2 separate regions of the Mus musculus genome follow, and region 1 is linked to region 2. The links are chromatin contacts, called in public promoter capture Hi-C maps. All regions are on one chromosome and are shown on one strand. The core of a region is the stretch at or near the end of the contact, and the rest is flanking DNA. Distances in the headings are between cores, read along the strand shown. Region 1 holds the start of Ttc24 (tetratricopeptide repeat domain 24). Region 2 holds the start of Insrr (insulin receptor-related receptor).

What was found. Promoter capture Hi-C pulls out the DNA fragments that hold promoters and counts their contacts.
Region 1: a contact with region 2 is called in a promoter capture Hi-C map of stem cell-derived epiblast-like cells, with 2.7 times the contacts expected there. The contact joins the promoter of Ttc24 here to the promoter of Insrr in region 2. A contact is called at or near these places in 10 of 39 promoter capture datasets (the 3T3-L1 cell line, cranial neural crest, embryonic stem cells and 5 more), 1 of 15 datasets of contacts at CTCF or cohesin (embryonic stem cells), 7 of 484 Hi-C or Micro-C datasets (B cells, the HPC-7 cell line, cardiomyocytes and 2 more), 3 of 115 datasets of contacts at active chromatin or transcription factors (embryonic stem cells and pancreatic cancer cells) and 1 of 9 other capture datasets (adipose tissue).

What each region holds. Positions count from the first base shown.
Region 1 is chr3:88,076,552-88,081,339 of GRCm38.p6, forward strand. Ttc24 (tetratricopeptide repeat domain 24) reads right to left here and starts at 1,753. Exons shown (of 10, transcript NM_172526.3): 1 at 1,719-1,753.
Region 2 is chr3:87,794,263-87,798,613 of GRCm38.p6, forward strand. Insrr (insulin receptor-related receptor) reads left to right here and starts at 2,689. Exons shown (of 22, transcript NM_011832.2): 1 at 2,689-3,246. The coding sequence starts at 3,162. It overlaps Ntrk1 (neurotrophic tyrosine kinase, receptor, type 1), which reads right to left and starts at 900. Exons shown (of 17, transcript NM_001033124.1): 1 at 671-900. The coding sequence starts at 882.

The DNA of each region.
Region 1 (4,788 bases), core at 503-3,002, 280 kb after region 2:
TAGACCAGGCTGGCCTCGAACTCAGAAATCCACCTGCCTCTGCCTCCCGAGTGCTGGGATCAAAGGCGTGCACTGCCATGCCCGGCAACACACACACTCACACACACACACACACACACACACACACACACACACACACTCTTAAAACAACAGCAACAACAACAACAAAACTCTCTTTAAAAGGTTAGTGAATTTTAAAATTTGAGTCACAGAAGTGACTCACCCTTGTGGCTTCTGCAGGCACTTGAACTGACATACACCTATACACATACACATTTTAAAAATAAAATATCTTAAGCCTGGTGTGGTGGCACAGACCTTTAATCCTAGAATTCAGGAGGCAGAGGCAGGTAGACCTCTGAGATCTAGGCCAGCCTGCTCTTCTAGATAACCAGAGATATACAGAAAACCCCTATTTCAGGGCAGGGGAAAGGAAGACCAGCAATAAGAAAAGCATATATATATATGTGTGTGTGTGTGTGTATGTGTATGTATACATATATATATGTATGTATATGTGTATACATATGTATATGTATGTTTTATATACATATATATATATATACATATATGTATATATATATACACACACACACACACAATTTAAAATCATCTTCAAAGGTCCACTTCTGTGACACTATATGAACTCAACTGTGCACCCCATCTGTCATTCCCTGGGGATTATGGTCCTCTTTAGTCAACATCTAAAGGGCTCATTTTTGTTATTTTGAATTGTGTGTACATGAGCACATGTGGTTATGTGCACCAGAGGCTTTGAATCCCATGGAGCTGAGGTCATCCTTGGTTACGAGCTGCCCGGTGTGGGTGCTGGGACCTGAACTCAGGTCTCTGCAAGATCAAAAAGTACTCAGAGCTGTCTTCTCAGCTTATCTGAGCGCCAGCATCTCCGTCAAAACAAAACAGACAAACAAAAGGCTGTCACACACCTTTAAAATCCCAACTCAGGATGTAAAGACAGGCAGATCTCTGGGAGTTCAAGGCCAGTCTGGTTTGCATAGTGAGTCCAGGACAGCAGGGTTACAAAACCCAAACAGGATACACAGGGCTTCCCCTCACCTCTTACACAAGGCCTTGTGACCTACGTGCTGCTGCTTTATAAACCAACGGGAATTCAGCACAGCCACCTCCAGCGGTGGCAGGAGCTGTACTAGCCCCGGGCACTCAAAGCTGAACAGACACTGAGTTAGGAAGAGGCTGATGTCCAGGAGGCGTCTGTGTGCATTGACTGTGCCCTTCCTATTGTCTCCTCTACTTTCTGCCAGTCGGTTCCCGCCTTGGTCCCCAGAGAACTCTTAAGTTCAGATAGATTCTTCTCATCAGCACATTTCTCCTGGACTGCCTCTCTTCCCAGGAAACTGAAAAAAAAAAAAAAAGCCGAAAAACGACCCCCCCCTCAACCCCCACTTTTTCTCTTTTACAGAGAGGGGGCAAAAGGGTTTCTGCTTTTCAAAGATATTTTCTCTGGAGTTGGGGATTTGGCTTAGTGGTGGAGAAAAGGGAGAGAGGATGAGAGGGAGGAAGGGAGGGTGGGAGGGAGGAAGGGAGGGTGGGAGGGAAAACTAGAAAGAGTTGCTTCTGAAAACACATAAAATCCCGACTTCATAAGGCTCCCCACCTTGAGGCACTCCAGGCTGTCACCTTGAGGCTCCGGACTGTCCCCTGCACAGTCTTGGGGACCCCACTCCAGGACCTCTTACCTCTGTCTGTCCTGTTTTCTCCACAGTGGCCTTCTGGAATGGTTCTGCTGGCTTAGGTTACTTCCCAGCAGCCTTGAGCGCAGAACTGTGTTACCAGACACCTGGCACTCTCCTTTCCTCCCAGGTAATCCTTCGAGTGACAGCTGTGGTAACCTATCTTAGTGGAGGACCCTAATGGTGCTCAGACATAGTCACCTAAGACCTGTTTCCCTTCCTGCTTGGCTGCCCCATCCCTGCGGACACACCTTCCAGTTCCTTCAAATAATATATCAAACTACCATGAGACAGTCATCTGTTCTTTCCCATCCTCTCTTCTTTTTTTTTTTTTTTTAAGATTTATTTATTATATGTGAGTACACTGTAGCTGTCTTCAGACACCCCAGAAGAGAGTGTCAGATCTCATTACAGATGGTTGCAAGCCACCATGTGGTTGCTGGGATTTGAACTCGGGACCTTTGGAAGAGCAGTCAGTGCTCTTAACCACTGAGCCCCCATCCTCTCTTCTTAATTTAATTTAATTCTAAGGTAGGTTCTTGTGGTGATCTTCTTTCCTTCTTTCCTTCCTGAGTGCTGGGATCACAGATTGTGCCACCAAGCCCTGCTCCGTCTCTCCCTTTCAGAGAGAGACATGACAGACCAAAGAACTCCATCTGCTACAGGGGGTGACTACAAGCTTTTTTTTTTTTAAATTATTATTTATTTTATGTATATGAGTGCACTGTAAACTCTGTAAACTCCAGGTTCTGTTTGATGTGTTTAATGAGAGGACAGGAGGCCCCACAATCACCAGGAATCTCTAACTCACCAGCTCACCAACCCATGAACCTACCACCAGTGGCTGCAACTAAACGAAATTTGCCCCTTTCCCCATTTGCCTAGGAAAAAGCCTTTTTAAGTAGAAGGGCCATTGCCAGAAACAGACTCCTGAAGTAGATGCACTGACCATAGTTGCAACACAGGCGTTTGCGCAGGCCTGGCACCCAGGGCCATCTCTGAGCTCCAGACAGGCTGAAGCTTCTGCTCTGGCCTGGCTTTCAGAGGTGCTAGCACAGCCTGTCCAGGCCAAGTAGGCCACAGAGTGGTCCCATACTCAGTAGGCTTTCCTTGAGGAAAATAGGGGGCGGGGGTGGGAGGGCCTGAAAGTGTTCTCAGCCAAGGTCCTAAGGGGCTCTCTCCCAGATCCTCTGTCATTCTGAACCAGCATCCAGTTCCCTTCAGTGCCACACCCACCATGTCCTCGAATCTCCTTCCACATCACTGACAATACAAGCAGCACCAACAATCAACGTGGTCACGATTAACACATACATTTCAATGATAACTTTAAATGCCAGTGGAATCAACTCTTCAAAAGACACAGACTGACAAAAGCCAGGGGCTAGAGAGATGGCTCAGTGGTTAAGAGCACTGACTCCTCTTCCAGAGGTCCTGAGTTCAATTCTCTGCAGCCACATGGTAGCTCACAACCATCTGTAATGAGATCTGACACCCTCTTCTGGTGTGTCTGAAGACAGCTACAGTGTACTCTTATAAATAAAATAAATAAAATTTAAAAATAATCAAACAAAACTCCCCAAATCCATCTATCTGTTACTGCCAAGAAATGCATCTTAGCTGTAAAGATAGGCACTGCTAAAAGGGTGGACAAAGTACTCCATCAAACAGAACCAGGAAGAAGCAGGTATCAATATCCTAATAACTGACAAAACACCTCAAACTAAAACAAGTCAAAAGAGATAAGGGGGACACTTCATCCTAACCAAAGGGACAATTAACCAAAGAGATGTCACTATTCTAAACCCAGCTCTGCGGTGCCCAATTTCATTTTTAAAAGTCTACTACTGTATTTAAAGACAAATTATCTTCAATCCATTAATAGCTGATTTCAGTACCCTTCTTGTGTCATCTGGACAAAAAATAAACAGAAACACAATTCATTGACATCATACATCTAATGGACTTAACAGACATCTACAGAACATTCCACTCAGCCAGGCATGGAAACTTTTCTAAAGTAGACCATATCTGGGACACAAAACAGGTCTTTATATATTCAGGAAGATGGAAATAACTCCTTATATCCTATCAGAACACAATGCAATAAAACTTGAAATTGACACCAAAAATTTCTAGTCAATATGCAAACTCATGGAGATTTAACAACTCATCACTGGAGTTAATGAAGAAATCAATCAATCAATCAATCTCCCTGTAACTAAACCAAGGACACCTCTGGCACACATGGAAAGCAGCCCTACAGGGGGAATCTATAAGATGCCTGTATTAAAGGATCAGAAAGAATGGCTCCAGAAGTTAGAGAGACAAGAGGAGCTAAATAAAGAATCCAAGGCCAGATGGATTCACAGACGAATTCTACCAGACACTCAAAGAGGATCTATAGCCAGTCCTTCACTATTACAAAAAAGAAAAAAGAAAAAAAAAGAGCTTGCCTGTGAGAGATTATCTTGGCCATGTTAATTGATTAGGTAGACCCTTTTTAATTGTGGGTGGGGCCATTCCCTGGACAGGGGACCCTGGAGTATACAAAATGGAGAAAAGGAGCAATTTCATATATGTGTATAAAGTGTTGTCATATTTATTCCTCATATTGTGTCATTTGAAATATTTCTGTATAGAAGGAATATTATCTCTATAAATAATCTTCACATTGACTTTGTTAGTTGTGTAGGAAGTCTTTTGTTTGTTGTTTGTTTTTCAAGACCCTGTTTCTCTGTGTAGCCCTGACTGTCCTGAAACTTGCTCTGTGGACCAGAGTTGGCCTCAAACTCACAGAGATCTTCCTGCCTCTGCCTCCCCTAGTATTAAAAGAATGTGCCACTCCAGGAGAAGTTTTTTTTTTTTTTCTTTTAAAGATTTATTTATTTATTTATTTATTTATTATATGTAAGTACATTGTAGCTGCCTTCAGACACACCAGAAGAGGGCATCAGATCTCATTATGGATGGTTGTGAGCCACCATGTGGTTGGTGGCTCAGAAGAGCAGTCAGTGCTCTTAACTGCTGAGCCATCTCTCTTTTTTTTTAAAATGACTTATTTAGTTACTTTTAT
Region 2 (4,351 bases), core at 1,439-3,938:
CTCAGCAACAGCCCTGACTCCCTGATACAAGAAGGGAGACAAAGGTGAAAGGAGAGATGGGTGAGCAGAGAGAGAAGCAAAGGGGTTTCGTTCCCTGCTTCCCGCATCCAAATCAAGGAGACTTGTGGTCAGTGGAAAGGAAAAAAGAGCTCAGACACCAAGCTGGTTCCTCACCATCTCCCACCAACTCCAGCTCAATCACAAATCCAGAGAAGAGCTGGATTCCCTGCATGACAAGGAAGAGGTTGGGGGCTGGCTTCCCCCTAAGTAAAAGAAGATAGCAAAGGTGCCACACTGCCAAATTCTGCACAGCTAACCACTCCTCCATGGGCTTAGGAACTTGGGCTCTTGATTGAACCCCACAAAAAGGTTCTTATCCTAGATCGCTGGACCAATGCCTAATCCACCTAGTTTCGGTCTTGCTCTACCCCAAACCAGCACCACAGTTAGCTACCCTTAATCCTGAGCGACATCCAGACAGTGACTGCGCGGCTCTGCCAGGGTGGTGGCAGCGGGAGAAGCCGCCGCAGCACAGCCAAAGGCTACACGTGCCAGTCTCCTACAGCAGCCAAGCCTGACCCCTCAAGCCAGAGGTGAATGAGTGCGCGCCCTCGGGGAAGGGCTGTGCCCTCCTGACCCCGCACCCCTCCCCCGAACGACACACACTCACAGCTCCGTCAGGTTCCCGGCGCCCCGCAGGCCGCGGAGGGTATCCAGGGACCCTGCCCTGGTGCAGCGCAGCCCCGAGGGGCCCACGGGACAGCAGACCTCGCGACAGGATGCGGCGGAGGCACAGGCCAGCATCAACGAAGTCATCAGACTGCCTAGCCCCGCGGCCGGGCGATGCCAGCCCAGCTGCCCGAGCCGCTGGCCTCGCAGCATCGCGGCGGCGCCCGCCTTGCTCGGGCCGCGCAGCCGTCCGTGCGCTCCTAGCTGCCGCCGCCCGGCCTCGCGCGACACGTGCGCGGGGCGGTGTTAAAGACTAGCCACCAGGAGAGGGCGGCACCCACGGCCCCGCCCCGCCCCGCCTGCCAATGCCCCCAGTGCCCCCTCCCCTTTTGAGGCCCTAATGCCAGCTCGCCTTCCTAATGTCCCTCGCGGCTGCAGGAGACCTGGGGCGGGGGGCTGCCATAGATTGCCTCACAAGTGTCTTCTGAGGCTGGGGGAGCTAGGAAGCTGATACCTTATTTCTCACAGTAAAACAGCTGCATTTTCAGATTTGCGGGGAAGTGGAGAAATTGAGCAAGGGAAGGGTTGAAGTCCAGGTCATCCCAGCCAGCCTCACGGTGCACTTTACTTAAGAGGGTGTGCATGTCACTTGGAATAAGTTAGGTGAACGCTCTCCAGACCCTAGTAAGGAAAGGGAGAGGGCCTCAGCATGGCTGGATGCAGAACCTGGGGAGAAAAATAGTGGGAGAGAAGAGTCCTTAGAACACAATTGGAGGAAGATTGGAAAGTGGAGACCTCTCGGTCCTCAAAAGACCACAGGGTGGCGCTAGAAGCCCTCGCGCCCGGCGTTTGCGCTCGGCCTGGGGCTTCGAGGGCGGAGAAGAGCAGTTCTGAGCCTTTCTAAGCTGTGCCTCTGGTCTTAGGGTCAGTTCCCAATCCTAACCATCCATCTGGGGCCCCAGAGCCGAGCCATGGCCAGGCAGACCAAGCTTGGCATCGATCGCCGTCCTGACAAGAGCATCGATTTCTGTGCGGAGAAATTAATAGATCTCTTAGTTCTTCGGACGTGGGAGCTGGGAACCATCGGCTCACGGTATTTGTGAACCTGGGAAGTCTCAGGCCCAGCATCCAGGCCACTAAATGGCAAGTCTTGCGCAATGGCCTTCTTGACTGCACGTATAAGTGTCGCGTTTAAGAGATCATCCCATCATGAATTGTCCTCCAAGTGGCCCCGAATAAGTACATATATAGAGACCCACTAAGCATCCTGAGTTCTTAAAAGTAACCAAATGGAGCCAGGCAGTGGTGGCACACGCCTTTAATCCCAGCACATGGGAGGCAGAGGCAGGCAGATTTCTGAGTTCGAGGCCAGCCTGGTCTACTTCCAGGACAGCCAGGGCTACACAAAGGAACCCTGTCTCGAAAAACCAAAAAAAAAAAAAGTAACCAAATGAAGGAGGAATCTCACAGAGAGAAGAACGACTCGTCTCCTAGGGATTTGAGCCAAAACCAAGGGATTTGACGGGGACATACCCCGCGCCAAGGAAGTATGTTCAAAGTAGCCTCGGGAGGCTGGGAAGGGCTGTGAGAGGCGAAGTGGTGAGGTCGAAGTGGTGAGGTCTTCAGGTTTCACCAGTGGAGTCCGACCTGTCCAGGCTGCGGGAAGTTACCCCGCAGATGTCAAAACACCTGTTGGACTCCAGAACTCCCCTGCAAATCAAGCCAGGGAGCCCAGCCGCTCCCTCCAGATCTGCAGCGAGCGGGTTGGGGGGGTGGGGATGGGGGAGAGAGGGAAACTGAGACAGAGAGAGGGGTTCCAGAGCTCAGTTCTTGGCCCCCAACCTTATTTCCCCAACACATCTGTCCCCCACCTCCCTCAGTTGACAGGCTAAATATTTTCCCTTGACTTGGTGGGAGGGGCGGAGAGAACAGAGAAGTCGGCGGGCGGCGGCGTAAACCAATCCGTTTCTGGAAAGGGCGGGAGCTGGGCGAGGTCCCTGCCTTTCTGCCCCACCAGCCGCGGCCGGTCGACCGAGAGTGGAAGTCTGCATGTCCAGGAGGTCCGCGGAGTGTCTCGGGGTGGAGTGCTGCGGGTGTCTCGGGACCCCGCTGCCGCCCCTTGGGGCACTCCCGGGGCTCACCGGGGGCTTCCACTCTGCCTCCCCTCAGGACTGCCTGGACTGTCTGGATCTTTGTGTTCTGAATCATCCTCCCTCTGGATGCCTCTCTGAGGCTCCTCCACTCCTATCTGCATCTCTGTCCCAGTATCTGTCTCTGGACCACACTGAGGCTGTCTCTAGCTGCTTGTCACAGGCTTTGTTTCCTCTGTTCCGAAATTCTTTTCTATCTCCCGCGGTCTCTATTTGAGATCTCTAATCCCTTTGCCTTTGTGTGTCGTCGTCGTCCCCACCCCTGCCACTTCACACTGGAACCTGGGTCTGCATCCTCCTTTCTCCCTGGAGGATACCTGGAAGACAACCAGGGCTGAGGTCATGGCAGTGCCTGCTCTGTGGCCCTGGGGAGTACACTTGCTTATGAGCCTGCTGTCCTTGGGATCTGGCCTGGACACACTAGAGGGTGAGTCCCCAGCAACGTCCGTCTAACCCCCATCTCCCTCCAGAACACCTATACTTAACTTAGTCTTTGGTTGGTTGGTTTTGGTGTCTCCAGACAGGGTTTCTCTGTGTTACCCTGGCTGTCCTAAAACTCTATCTGTAGACCAAGCCGGCCTTGAACATAGAGATCCACCTGCCTCCACCTCTCAAGAGCTGGGGTTGAAGGTGTGCAGCACAACTGATTCCTAGTTAGTCTTTATTGGGACGGGAAGACGAGGATCAGCTCTCAGAAGGACTTTTTGCCAGCTAGAACTGTTATATGAAGAGTTTTCTCTCTCAGCTCCCCTAAGAGGTTAAGGAGTTAGAAATGGAACGAACAGATGTTCTTCAACTCACGGCTGTTAGTGAAACCGCGATCCCAGTAAAGTCTGAGTTTAAACCAAAATGAGACTGAGAATTGGAGGTTGCTTCTAGGGCCACTGACTGATAAGAGGCAGGCTGGGATCGAAGCTGAAAACCAGGCACCATTAAGCAATTTGACTTACTGTGTGGATTGTAGGCTCAGAGACAGGAGAGGCAGACCCAGGGCAAGTCCTGAGCTCTGGCACCCCAGGCTTTCATCTGTGTTGGTGGGGACCCTGGGGTCCCACTGTGGGCAGGAGGGCTGTCTGAGAGAGGACTGCCTCTCCTCCGTAACTCAGTGATATACCTCAGATTCACACTTCTCACCAAAGGCACCTAGGGAGTGGGAGTGGGACTAATGCAGACCAAATAGCCCCTCATGGGTTGCCAGGGGCTATGTGGGACAAAGAAGAAGCAACAGAAGAGGAAACAGTAAGTGTATAACGCCATCATTTAATCTGCCTTTGTCCTCCATACAGAGTTTGGGAACTCAACACTCTGGGAACGGGAAGGGTCTTAAAACATTCTTCTAAGTGGGGGCTTCCAGGACCAAGCCAGGGCTCCCTTTCCTGTAAGGATAATACAGATGGACTGGGGTAAGGTGTCTCATGAAAGAGGCCAGAAGATTTGCAATGCATGGTGATCTACCTGAACGCCCTACCCCTGTTCCTTCTGTGCCAGGACACTGCACAGCAGATGCTAGGCAGGAGCACAGTTGTCAAAAT